Regions from separate parts of the Zea mays genome. Here all the other regions are linked to region 2. A link is a contact called in public Hi-C data. All regions are on one chromosome and are shown on one strand. Each heading gives the region's core, a stretch centred on a gene start, on an enhancer-like site or on the middle of the called end of the contact. The rest is flanking DNA. Distances are from core to core; before and after follow the strand shown.

Region 1 (3,735 bases), core at 1,028-3,527, 190 kb after region 2:
CTGGCTTATGACAAAGACATTTCTGTTAATAAAGTATTGAGCTCTAATTTTGAAGCTCTTTCGTTTATGAGAAGGATCACTGGTAATTTGTGTGTGATGTTTGAGGATCTTTTGAGAAGTTGTAATAATCTTTCTTTGTCTGACCAAGAAGATAGAATTGTCTGGTGTCTTAATAAGAAAGGTTTTTCTGTGAATTCTTTCTACAAAAAGAAAGTTAATGACCAAGTAGCAGTGACGTACAAGTTCTTGTGGAAATCCAAGTTGCCACAAAAAATCAAAATTTTCATCTGGTTGGTTGTGAGAAACAAAATTCTTACAAAAGATAATCTGAAAAAAAGAAATTGGAATGGGTCTCAAGCCTGTTGCTTTTGTGGTTACGATGAATCAACCGATCATTTATTCTTTCACTGTCCAATTGCAAGATATGTGTGGAGAGTGATTCAAGTGGCCTTAAATTTGGCAGTCATTCCAAAAAGCATTAGCGATCTGCGTGCTGGCTGGTTGAGTAATCCTAAAGATAAAATATCCAACCTGCTTCTGTTTGGTTGTGGAGCGATGTTCTGGGCTATCTGGAGGACAAGAAATGATTGGTGCTTCAGTGATAAGACTCTGCTTGATCCGTCTAACGTATTTTTTCTTTGTTGCTTCTGGTTGGATTCCTGGGCTATTCGGCAGAAAGAGAAGGAAAAAAGGATGGTGGTTCAAGGAAGCAAGCTAATCCGAAAGATAGCAAGTGAAGCGTTTGGCGGGGCGTATGGGTGGTGTCCGAGGGACCGACGCATTTCTGGTTGATTTTGATGTTGATGTTGCGTGGTTGTGTTGCGCCTAAACTTCTGGACCTAGGTTGTGTAGCTAGCTTCTGCTGTTCCTCGCTTCTTAGCGATGATTTCTGTCTTTGTAATAAGAAATACTTATGGTCGTATTAGCTGCTCTGGACCTGTTCGTTACTAGGTCTCCTTACTCATCTAGAATGATATTGTAAGGTGATTTGGTAAGGTTTCGGTTATGCCGAGTTTGTGTCGGGACATCTGGTCAAGTTTGCTGGTTTTATGTAATGAACTCTTTCCTATTTTCTAATGAAATAGAGGGCTTTTGCCCATTGTTAAAAAAAATAAAACCAAAAAAACCCGGAAGTTTAAAAAAACGAATGCCCAGCTGTATCCGTAGGCATATATTATTGTGCCTATTGCTGGTAACGGATACGATAGGAGTGCTGATTAATCATTAAACACGCGAATGTGGTTTGAAAAGTGAAAACCCTCTACTCGTGCCGTCGTCACCAGTGTCCTACCGCCCAACCGTGCGCCGCACGCTGAGGTCACGGGACGCATCCGGCGGACGTCCGGGACCCTGCCCCGGCCCCGCCGGTGACCACTATGGCCACCGCTTCAGCTATGGCTGCATCTGTACTAGTATGTCATAGTTCATCTCCTGCAGCCACAGGCCCACAGCAGCGGTGGCCGAATAGGTCCGATCGACGGTCAAGACTCAAGAGGAGGGCACCGGACCGGCGATTAAAGCCCTGCGGTTTGCACATGCACCCTTGCGTCCCTGCGCAATTACAGCTGTTTAATCGTCGACAAAGCGGGAGTAATTTCGAAGTAAAGCCAGGATCCTGAGTTTAAGAAAGGCCCGCCGGGTGATGATGATTTCCCTTTCATCAGCACGGACCTCGTGCGCCGTACATGGCACACGGTTTCGTCCGTACATGGCCCCGTGATAAACAAACCATTCCCCGCAAGAAACAGCAAACAGGCACAGGCTCCCTCCTCCACTGTCCAGTGTCCACTCCTCGTCCCGAGAAGCAGACAAAGCGCGGCGCTGCAGATTTCGGTACGGTTCCCAATGCCTCCCATGCCCGCCGTCGTCCCGTGCTAGCACCCGGCGCCGCTCCTCCACCTGCCGCGTCGCGCCGCCTGGATCCGGCGGGCACGTGGCTAGGAGCCTCAGATCCGGGCGAAACCCAGCCTTCCGTGCGGACGTCTTCACTCTACCTCCAGACTGGCGGCTGCCATTTCCCCCCCTCTTCTTGCTGTTTTTTTTGGTGGGGGTGGGGGGTGGAATCTGCGGTGGAGTCTTGCCGTCGCTCGCTGTAAACGTAGAGCTCTCTCTCTCTCTCTTGGCGAGTAATCTTGGTTCTTGCTCCATTTCCGTGTTAGTGCTGGCGTGTGAGTGGCAAGGTTTACGTGTAAGATGTGGAAACAGTTCCTGAGCAAGCTGCCCCGGAGGTCGTCGGCCTCCGGGGACTCGGGACATTGCAGCAGTGGCGCCGGCATACAGCGCACGAGCAGCTGCGGCAGCATCCCGCCGGGCCGCCCCCCGGCCTCCGCCATTCGGCGCATGTCATCCGCCGTCTTCCCCTCGAGCGTCGTGGCTGGCATCGAGCCGCTGGTCTCGTTCAAGGACGTGCCCAGCTCGGAGAAGCAGAGCCTGTTCGTGAGCAAGCTGAGCCTGTGCTGCGTCGTGTTCGATTTCTCGGACCCGGACAGGAGTTCGGTGGAGAAGGATATCAAGCGGCAGGCACTGCTGGATCTTATAGAGTTCGTCGAGTCGACCAACGCTCGCTTCTCGGAGGCGGCGGTCGTGGCCTGCTCTAGGATGTGCGCCGTCAACCTGTTCCGGGCGTTCCCTGCAAGTTGCAGGTCTGGCGGCTCATCAGGCGTCGGTGAGTGCGACGAGGACGAGCCAATGTTCGATACTGGGTGGTGCCATCTGCACCTTGTTTATGAGCTGCTACTGAAGTTTATCGGATCCTCGTCCTTGGATGCAAAGATAGGGAAGAAGCACTTTGATCACTCGTTCATTGTGAAGCTCCTTGATCTTCTTCACTCCGAGGATCCAAGGGAAAGGGATTGCGTGAAAAACATTCTGCACAGGGTGTATGGGAAGTTCATGGTGCACCGTCCTTTCATTCGCAGAGCGGCGAGCAACGTATTCTACCAGTTCGTCTTCGAGACTGATCGACATAATGGGATCGCAGAGCTGCTGGAGGTCTTTGGCAGTGTCATTAGTGGGTTTGCACTGCCTCTGAAAGAAGAGCACAAGACCTTTCTTTGGAGAGTTTTGGTTCCTTTGCACAAACCAAAATCTCTTGGTGCGTACCTTCAGCAGTTGACCTACTGTGTGACACAGTTTATAGAAAAGGATCCAGAGCTCGCAAGCCCAGTGATAATTGGTTTGTTAAGGTACTGGCCAATAACAAATTGTCAGAAGGAAGTGATGTTTCTCAGCGAGATCGAAGAGATCTTGGAGGCTACCAGCCAGGCAGAATTCCAGAAATGTATGGCACCATTGTTTCGGCGAATTGCTCATTGTATCACCAGTGCTCACTTCCAGGTAACTTGCCCCAATAAATCTTATCTAGTAACTGTTGCAGTATGCATTTTCAGTATCCCAAGTGCCATATGGAATCAGATTCATTCTATATTACTTGTTCCTACCGCTTGCATTATAAACCTAATCTCATTGGTGGTAAGTTTAGAAAAAAAGAGTAGATTATAACTCAATCAGAGTTTTGTTGCTGTTGTCGTCGTTGCCTTAACAAGTTGCATGGTTTCAGGTTGCTGAAAGAGCGCTTTTCATGTGGAACAATGATCACATTGTCAGCTTGATAGCACAAAACCGCCAAGTGATCATGTCTCTTGTTGTTCCAGCGCTAGAGCAGAACATTCAGAATCACTGGAACCAAGCGGTCCTGAATCTGGCTGTGAATGTCAAGAAAATGTTTTCTGAGAT
Region 2 (3,627 bases), core at 734-3,233:
CAAATTTGCGCATGTGCAACTCACTAATACAATTGGCTTATGTCCCATTATACAACCGGTTGAGCCGCCTCTCTCGTTCCAAATCTCGTTGTAACAAAGGACCATATTTGATACTCTTCTTATGTAATCTAGACAGTTTATACCACAAAAAACCACACAAATGGTAGTGCAAATGAGCACCCTTCTTCTTCGTAGGTACTGGTTGTAACTATTGTAATATTGAAGATACATCTCCTTCACACCCATCTAGACAAATTAAAAACTAATTACAACCTTTAGAATATTTGAAAATGCAAGTTTCAGAGAGTAGAATTTCAGTTACCTTTAGAATCAGTTACTCAGTTCGCAGAATCAAAATAGGTGCACTCCTAATCATGTACAAGCAGAAAAAAGAATCATGAGATGACCAAACCGTCACTGGTTAACAGGGACCACCGTTGGCGCCATGCCGGCCATCGGCGCTGGCCGTGGGGGTGTAACAGCACCGGCCTGAGCAGTAATTACCAGGAACAGAGAAGAAAGGGAATCGGCAGACAGAAAACAGAGTGCATAGAAACCGACTGTGTGCTCTGGAGTGATGGCCACGACGGCCATGAAGACAGGCGGTCAGAGAAGAACAAAAAAAGAAGAATAGAGAGAGACCAAGGGAACCGCTCGGAGCCTCCCTAAGGCCGGACGAGCGCGGCAAAAAGAACAGAGAGAGACCAAGGGAACAGCTGGGAGCCTCCCTGCGGCCGGACGAGCGCGGCAAAAAAAAGAGAGGAAGAAGCACGGCGCAGTCAGCAATGGAGTTTTGGTGGCCGGATGTGTTACGAAACAGATCTTGAGAACACCCAGCCCAGGCCCCGTCACGCGCAGCTCAAGATCCACCGCGCCCAGCGCCACGCGGCAGGGCCCGTCCCCACGCCGACGTCGGATCCAGGTGAAGAACGAGGCGTCCACAGCGGCTCGGCGTCCAGAAAGGGGAAGAACGAGGTGAGCGCTGTGGGGAAGAAGAATGGAGGCGAACCACTGGGGAGCAAAGTGAAAAGTAGAAAGGGGAAGAACCTCACCGTGCTTGGAGGAGACGAGAGCCAGATCCAGGTGCGGCGGCGAGCAAGTGAGAGCCAGATCCAGGTCCGGCGGCGAGCAAGTGAGGTGAGAGGAGAAGTGGGGCGTGCGGCGGCCAAAACGAGCGCCCCAGGTGCGACGTAAAAATATACGGCGAGTGCTGTGAACCACGCCACACTTTTTGTGGCTGCCTAATATTAGGCATGAACCAAACACTTACCGACGAAAATGGGGCATGCCTAACCTTAGGTTGTGCCATCTGGGACAATGAACCAAACACACCCTAAATTACTTGATCGGCATACTCAAAGATGAATTCCTAGATCCGCCACTGCCTAGGCGCTGTCACGCTCTGTGAAGAGATCCTGTGGATTTGCGATATCCAAGTTTTTTTTAACCCAAACCGACCCGATGCATTTGGATTTCCTAGCAATGGATATCCGCGTCCAAACAATATCCATCCAAGCAAATCCGAAACGGGCTAAGTCCATTTGAAGTTCGGATGATCCAAATCCAATGTCACTTGCCACTTGGGTGGCGGTGGGCATGGACACGGAAGCACACAAATACAAGAAACAAAAGTAGTTGGCGGCCTCGACGAATAATAGTAGTGCCCCGCCCCTAACGCTACCCGGTGCCCGCGCCAGCCCGGCCCAGGAAGCCGGGACCCTGCCAGAGCGTCCGGGGTACGCACTGGGGGAACCGCCACCCGGCAACCGGGACGGCGCCCTTTGCTTCCGCGCTGCGTGCAGCAGAGCCCAGTCCGCCCGGGACGTGTCGCGCTTACGTGGACACGCTGCCAGACGGGCACAAACCACGAAACGGAACCCATTGATCGAGCCGAAGCCGATTGACGGCAGGCAGCCCATCGTCTCCCCTCTCCGGCTCTCCCCACCTCCTCTTTTAAAGACGACGCCACCGCCACCGCCACCCGGCCCTCCCTCGTCCCCAGCCTCGCCGTCCGGCGCTGCCCTGTCCCATCTCACCGCAGCTCGCTCCCACCTCGAGCCGCGAGCGCGCCCGTAGCAGTCTCAACGCGGGCACTCGCTTGCGTACCCCAGGCCGATCGACGAGTCCGCCCGGCCCGCGTCTCACGCGTGAGCCTGTTGCGCGCGGTGGCTTGTTGTTCGATCATATTCGTGTACGGGCACCCCGCACGGCCGGAGAATCACTTGCCAGCCCCAGCCCCGTTTTCCGGGGCTCCTCATCCCTCGCCTCGCCGGTACGTACGGTACGTTGCGCATGTGCCCCTGCATGTAGGAACAGTGGAATCGCCCTGCGCTCTTCTCGCGCTCTCCGATCCCTTCTCTCGGTCTCCTTTCTGTCCTTCGTTCCGCCGGCGGGCGATCCATGCATGCTCGTCGTTTGGTTCGATTTGTTGGCTTGGCAGTTTCGGACTTTCGGTGCTGCCGCGGCGCGGCCTGCTAATTTGGCGGCTTGCATACCTCCCTCCCCCTCTGCTCTGGACAGGTGTTGCTTCCCGGAGGTTTCCGCTGCCGCTGCGTGCCGGTGCCGCGGGCAGGCGCAGGAGGCTCTCGGCTGTTTCCTTAGCGTGCCATCGTCCATGGAGGCGAAGCAGCGCCCGCGGCACGGCGAGGAGAGGAGGCCGCCGGCGACGGACAACGGCGGCGGCGGCGGCGAGGAGTACGACCCATGGACGGCGTGGCTCTACAAGCCGCACACCATCTCGGTGCTCCTCGTCGGCGCCTGCCTTCTCATGTAAGCAACCGCCCTCGAATTCTCCTCCTCTATCCTGCTCGCGCCCACACAGGGAGAGCCCTACGTATCTGGTTTCGCTCGCCTCTTGCTAGTTGCTACCGTGTTCGTACTACGACCCCGCTTGACCCGAGGGTGCCATTTTTACGGGGGCGAAAGCAAACGGCCTGTCTCTGTGCTGTGTGCTTGCCAAAGTACCAGAGCTGCCAGGGACAACGCCAGGTGCTGCAGCAGTGTCAGAGCTGAGACGCTGCCATGCACTTTGTATGTTTTCCCCCTCTATTTTCTGAAGAAAAAAATATAGCTTTTCGGTTGGAATTTAGTGGATAATTAATTATGTGCGAAAGCATCGAAGCTACCGCACTATCAATGGTGGCACGTCAGGATACGACTGGCTGTGGAGAGCCACAGCGCTGGTTAAGTATCTCAACCCAAATTGTTCTGAAATTTCCATGAAAACGAAGTTGTCTGAAAATTGCTCCCAGAACAGCCACTAACACCCTGCTTCTTGCGAGGAAGATACCAAGCAATAAGCTTGGACCTGAATCTAAGGTACAACCATTAGCTGGCTAACCCCAATCCAAAGTTATCCCAGAGACGGGGCTGCCCAGCGGTGGATACCATACCAACCGTACTGACCAAATGTGGGGGCGCGCTTTCTCGCGGTGCCATCTCATCAACTGGCCTCTCGCATACATTCAACTAACTGTTCTTGCCTTTCAGCTGGGCAAGTGGAGCACTCGATCCTGAAGGCGCTGCTGCTCACAGTAGCTTGACATCAATCAAGAGGTATGGCTGAATCGTCGTCAGGATTTAATTATGACTTTTGTTTAGGCAGGCAGCACTAACTTTCAAAAGTAG
Region 3 (3,368 bases), core at 195-2,694, 140 kb before region 2:
ACCGTTTTCATCCCTTTGTGGGTGGCACCAGGTTGAAGACGGATGACAGAAAAACTGAAGTCTCAGATGCTCGGGAATTTGCATCTTGATTTTTTATTCAATGTTGTGGGGCCCACCTGAATTTTGCTCCAGACCTTATATGCAACGGAGGTGGCCTTTGAAATACATGGGATACACCTTACGGGCGAGGTCACCCATAAACATTTGTGATGCCCTAAGCCCCTAAGGGATAGTTCTCACCTCTACAGAATAAAAGATTCATATGAGATAACTGCTCAGGAGTCAGGGCTCATGGATAACAGTATGAACTTCACTGTTCGTCAAGCATCATGGAATCCAATCCCTAGTTCCTAGGCCTAGCGATGTAATAGCATGAAGAACAAAGCAGATCCAGTTAATTCAACATAAATCAGAGCTATTGACAGGTCATTAAACTGTTAACATTTACTAAATCTCTCTCGAGTGACCCCCACAACTTGTAGGAAAAATATTTCAGGTTATCATCTCGCAACTCCCTTCTTCGTCTCTGATCAACACACTTTAAATAGTCTATAGTCTAGCCAAGTGCAACACTTAACACCACAAAACCCTTTGCACACCAAACACACCTAGCAGATCTAAGGAATAGTTATCACTTCTCGACAGAATAAAAAAGTCTTGGCAGATACTGCTCAGTGCTCATGGATAACAGTATGAACTTCACTATTTGTCAAGCATTGCGGAATTCAATCCCTAATCCCTAGGCCTAGCAATGTAAATGAAGAGCAAATCAGATCCAGATTATTATGAGTAGCAGGGTTCAACTAGCCATCTATAGAAAGGAGCAATTCACATATCACAAAGTTTACTAAATCCCTCTCTTGTGACCTCCACAACTAGGATGACTGCAAGTTGACATAAAATTTGTAGGAAAAGATATTTCAAGTTATCAACTCACAACTCCCTCCTTCCTCTCTAATTGGCATTTAAACACTCTATAATCTAACTTTTACAAGCAAAACTCCCCATTACACAAGGGATGTAAACTACCTGAGGTTGGGCTACCAGTTCAAAAGATCTCGCTAAATCCAGATCAAAACTAACATTAAACTAAGCGCACCTCCAGATCGGATCGAGCGCGTGGGGAGGCCAGAGGGGGAGGAAGCTAGAGAGAGACACACCTGTAGTAGACGGACTTGACGTTGCTGGTGAGGTTCTCTGCCTGCAGGATCGGGACATCGTCAGTTGAAACGCCACCGGCCGCCGCCATCGCCGTGACTGTTTCGCGGGAGATTCGGACGCAGAGGTTGGGGCGGAATCACGGAGGGTACAGCGGAACGGCGCTCGCCGGCGAGGAGAAGGCAGGACGTCGGCGGCGCGGCGTTCGTCGGCGGTGGGGGTCGATGCGGCGCTCGCAAATCGCAAGGAGGCAAGGTGCTAGCGAGAGAAAAAAACGAGAAAAGGTCCTTCCGGACTGTGTTATCAGGGACGTTTGGAATACGGGATTTTTTAACTGCTTCTCGTATTTTCCAGTGAAAATGCGCTGGATGAGATTTCTACAAAAAAAAAAAATAGAGGCAGTATCATTGTCTCATGGATGATACCCTGAGTCTCGCAGTTGTATTTGTCACTTCAAGATAAAAAAATTACTCCCTATTATTTAACGTTTTGGATAAAGTTTAAATCGAGCTTATAAGATTTTAACTACAAATAACTATTTTGTTATTTAGTTTTAAAACCTAATATTTATATACATCAATTTATCTTAAAAAGTATTTTTATAAAAATATAAATGTATTGAGACTTTATTTATATCTAAAAAAATATTGGTCAAAGCTATATTTTAAATATCGTGTCATTGTTCTATTGTTCTAAAGGACAACTAATATGACGAAGTACTTCTTACTCCGTCCTAAATTATAATTCATTTTAAATTAAATATACATTCATTAGTCAACCTATAAATATATTTTGTGGATGTCTATATCTATTATTATTTATTCGAAGATGTATGGGAAAAAGAATATTAGAAAGAACAATATTTTAAGAAGGATGGAGCATATTGAAGTAGTACCATGGAATGGATTATATATGATGGTAAATAAGGTACACAATTAGACTAATATTCTATAAATGACCCTTTCACAAGGAGTTGATTTTACCATGTGTCTCGGGACGTTTTAGTAAAATGGATCGAGATAGAACTAGTTGTATTTAGGTCATATTTATTTGAGATAGAGCTTTTGGAGCTTTTAATGTTGCTGGGTTCTTTTATTCTGAGAAGCCAATAATAATTTTTGATGATATTATCAGTTAGCTAAAGAAATCGTATAAGAGCATCTCAAGGGACTATTTATTTTTTGCTCTCTGTTTGACTCTTTATTTACTTTTTTATAAATATTACATTCTCTATGTAGCATCTAACTCTAACAGATTATCTATCTAGTTTTGCTAGTCGTGTGGCTAGCCAAATTTGGCTAGTGAGAGGCTAATTTGGAGAGTCGGATAGCTTGGCGAGTCAGATAGATAGTCTGTTGAAGATTTTTTTTTGGTGTTGAGTAGCCAAAATTTGGCTTGACGAGCTATTTAAATAGTTTCTTGGAGATGCTCTAAGAGCATCTTCTTTATTTTTTTTCTCTATATTTAACTTTCTATTTACCTTTTGTCGGCGTTTCGACCCCGGGGGTCCCTGGACCGACGAGTAAATTTGTCGTTGCGCGTCCCAGCCTAGATGGGTTGGCACGAGATGGAACACAAGGGGGAAAACGTGGCTTGTGTTATCCCGCGCCAGGGGGTGTGCTCGTAGTAGGGGTTACAAGTGTTCGCGAGAGAGAGAGTGAGCCTATTCGTCAGCCCGTTCTCCCGCGCGACCCTCCCGCATGAAGGCCCTGGACCTCCCTTTTATAGATGCAAGGAGAGGGTCCAGGTGTACAATGGGGGTGTAGCTAGGCGCTAACGTGTCTGGTAGAGAGGTGCCTGAGCCCTGTGTACATGCCAACGTGGCTGTTGGAGAGGTGCTAGAGCCATGTGTACGCGGTATCGTGGTCGTCGGAGGAGTGCCAGAGCCCTGTAGAAGCACAGCTGTCGGTGCTGTTGGGACCTTGCTGACGTCTCCTTGCTTCCGTAGGAGGCTGAGAACCACTGTCGCCATGGACGCACGCGGGGAGCCATCATTACTTGTTACCGAGGCGAGCCAGATGGGACGCCGGTCTTGTCCTCCCGTAGCCTGAGCTAGCTAAGGGTAGGGTAATGATGTATCCCCCGTGGCGCGGTCAGTCCGAGCCCAAGGTCGGGCGAGGCGGAGACCTCCTTCCGAGGCCGAGGCCCAAGGTCGGGCGAGGCGGAGCTTCCTGTTGCGCCAAAGGCTGAACTTGGCTGTTGTCAGCCTC

The links. A called contact is a pair of places that touch in the nucleus more often than the background predicts.
Region 1: a Hi-C map of leaf shows a contact between it and region 2, with 7 times the contacts expected there. The contact joins the promoter of LOC100279581 here to the promoter of LOC100191625 in region 2. A contact is called at or near these places in 4 of 25 Hi-C or Micro-C datasets (bundle sheath, leaf and leaf mesophyll).
Region 3: a contact with region 2 is called in a Hi-C map of leaf, with 8 times the contacts expected there. The contact joins the promoter of LOC100383916 here to the promoter of LOC100191625 in region 2. A contact is called at or near these places in 15 of 25 Hi-C or Micro-C datasets (bundle sheath, ear, endosperm and 4 more).

The regions. Positions count from the first base shown.
Region 1 is chr8:67,732,353-67,736,087 of Zm-B73-REFERENCE-NAM-5.0, forward strand. It overlaps LOC100279581, which reads left to right and starts at 2,278. Exons shown (of 2, transcript NM_001152578.1): 1 at 2,278-3,336; 2 at 3,560-3,735. The coding sequence starts at 2,341.
Region 2 is chr8:67,544,755-67,548,381 of Zm-B73-REFERENCE-NAM-5.0, forward strand. LOC100191625 (CDP-diacylglycerol--serine O-phosphatidyltransferase 1) reads left to right here and starts at 1,984. Exons shown (of 13, transcript NM_001365505.1): 1 at 1,984-2,281; 2 at 2,521-2,769; 3 at 3,490-3,555. The coding sequence starts at 2,615. It overlaps LOC103635305 (a long non-coding RNA gene), which reads right to left and starts at 374. Exons shown (of 3, transcript XR_002264230.2): 1 at 323-374; 2 at 1-246.
Region 3 is chr8:67,404,110-67,407,477 of Zm-B73-REFERENCE-NAM-5.0, forward strand. LOC100383916 (Rab5-interacting family protein) reads right to left here and starts at 1,445. Exons shown (of 4, transcript NM_001355672.1): 1 at 1,161-1,445. The coding sequence starts at 1,249.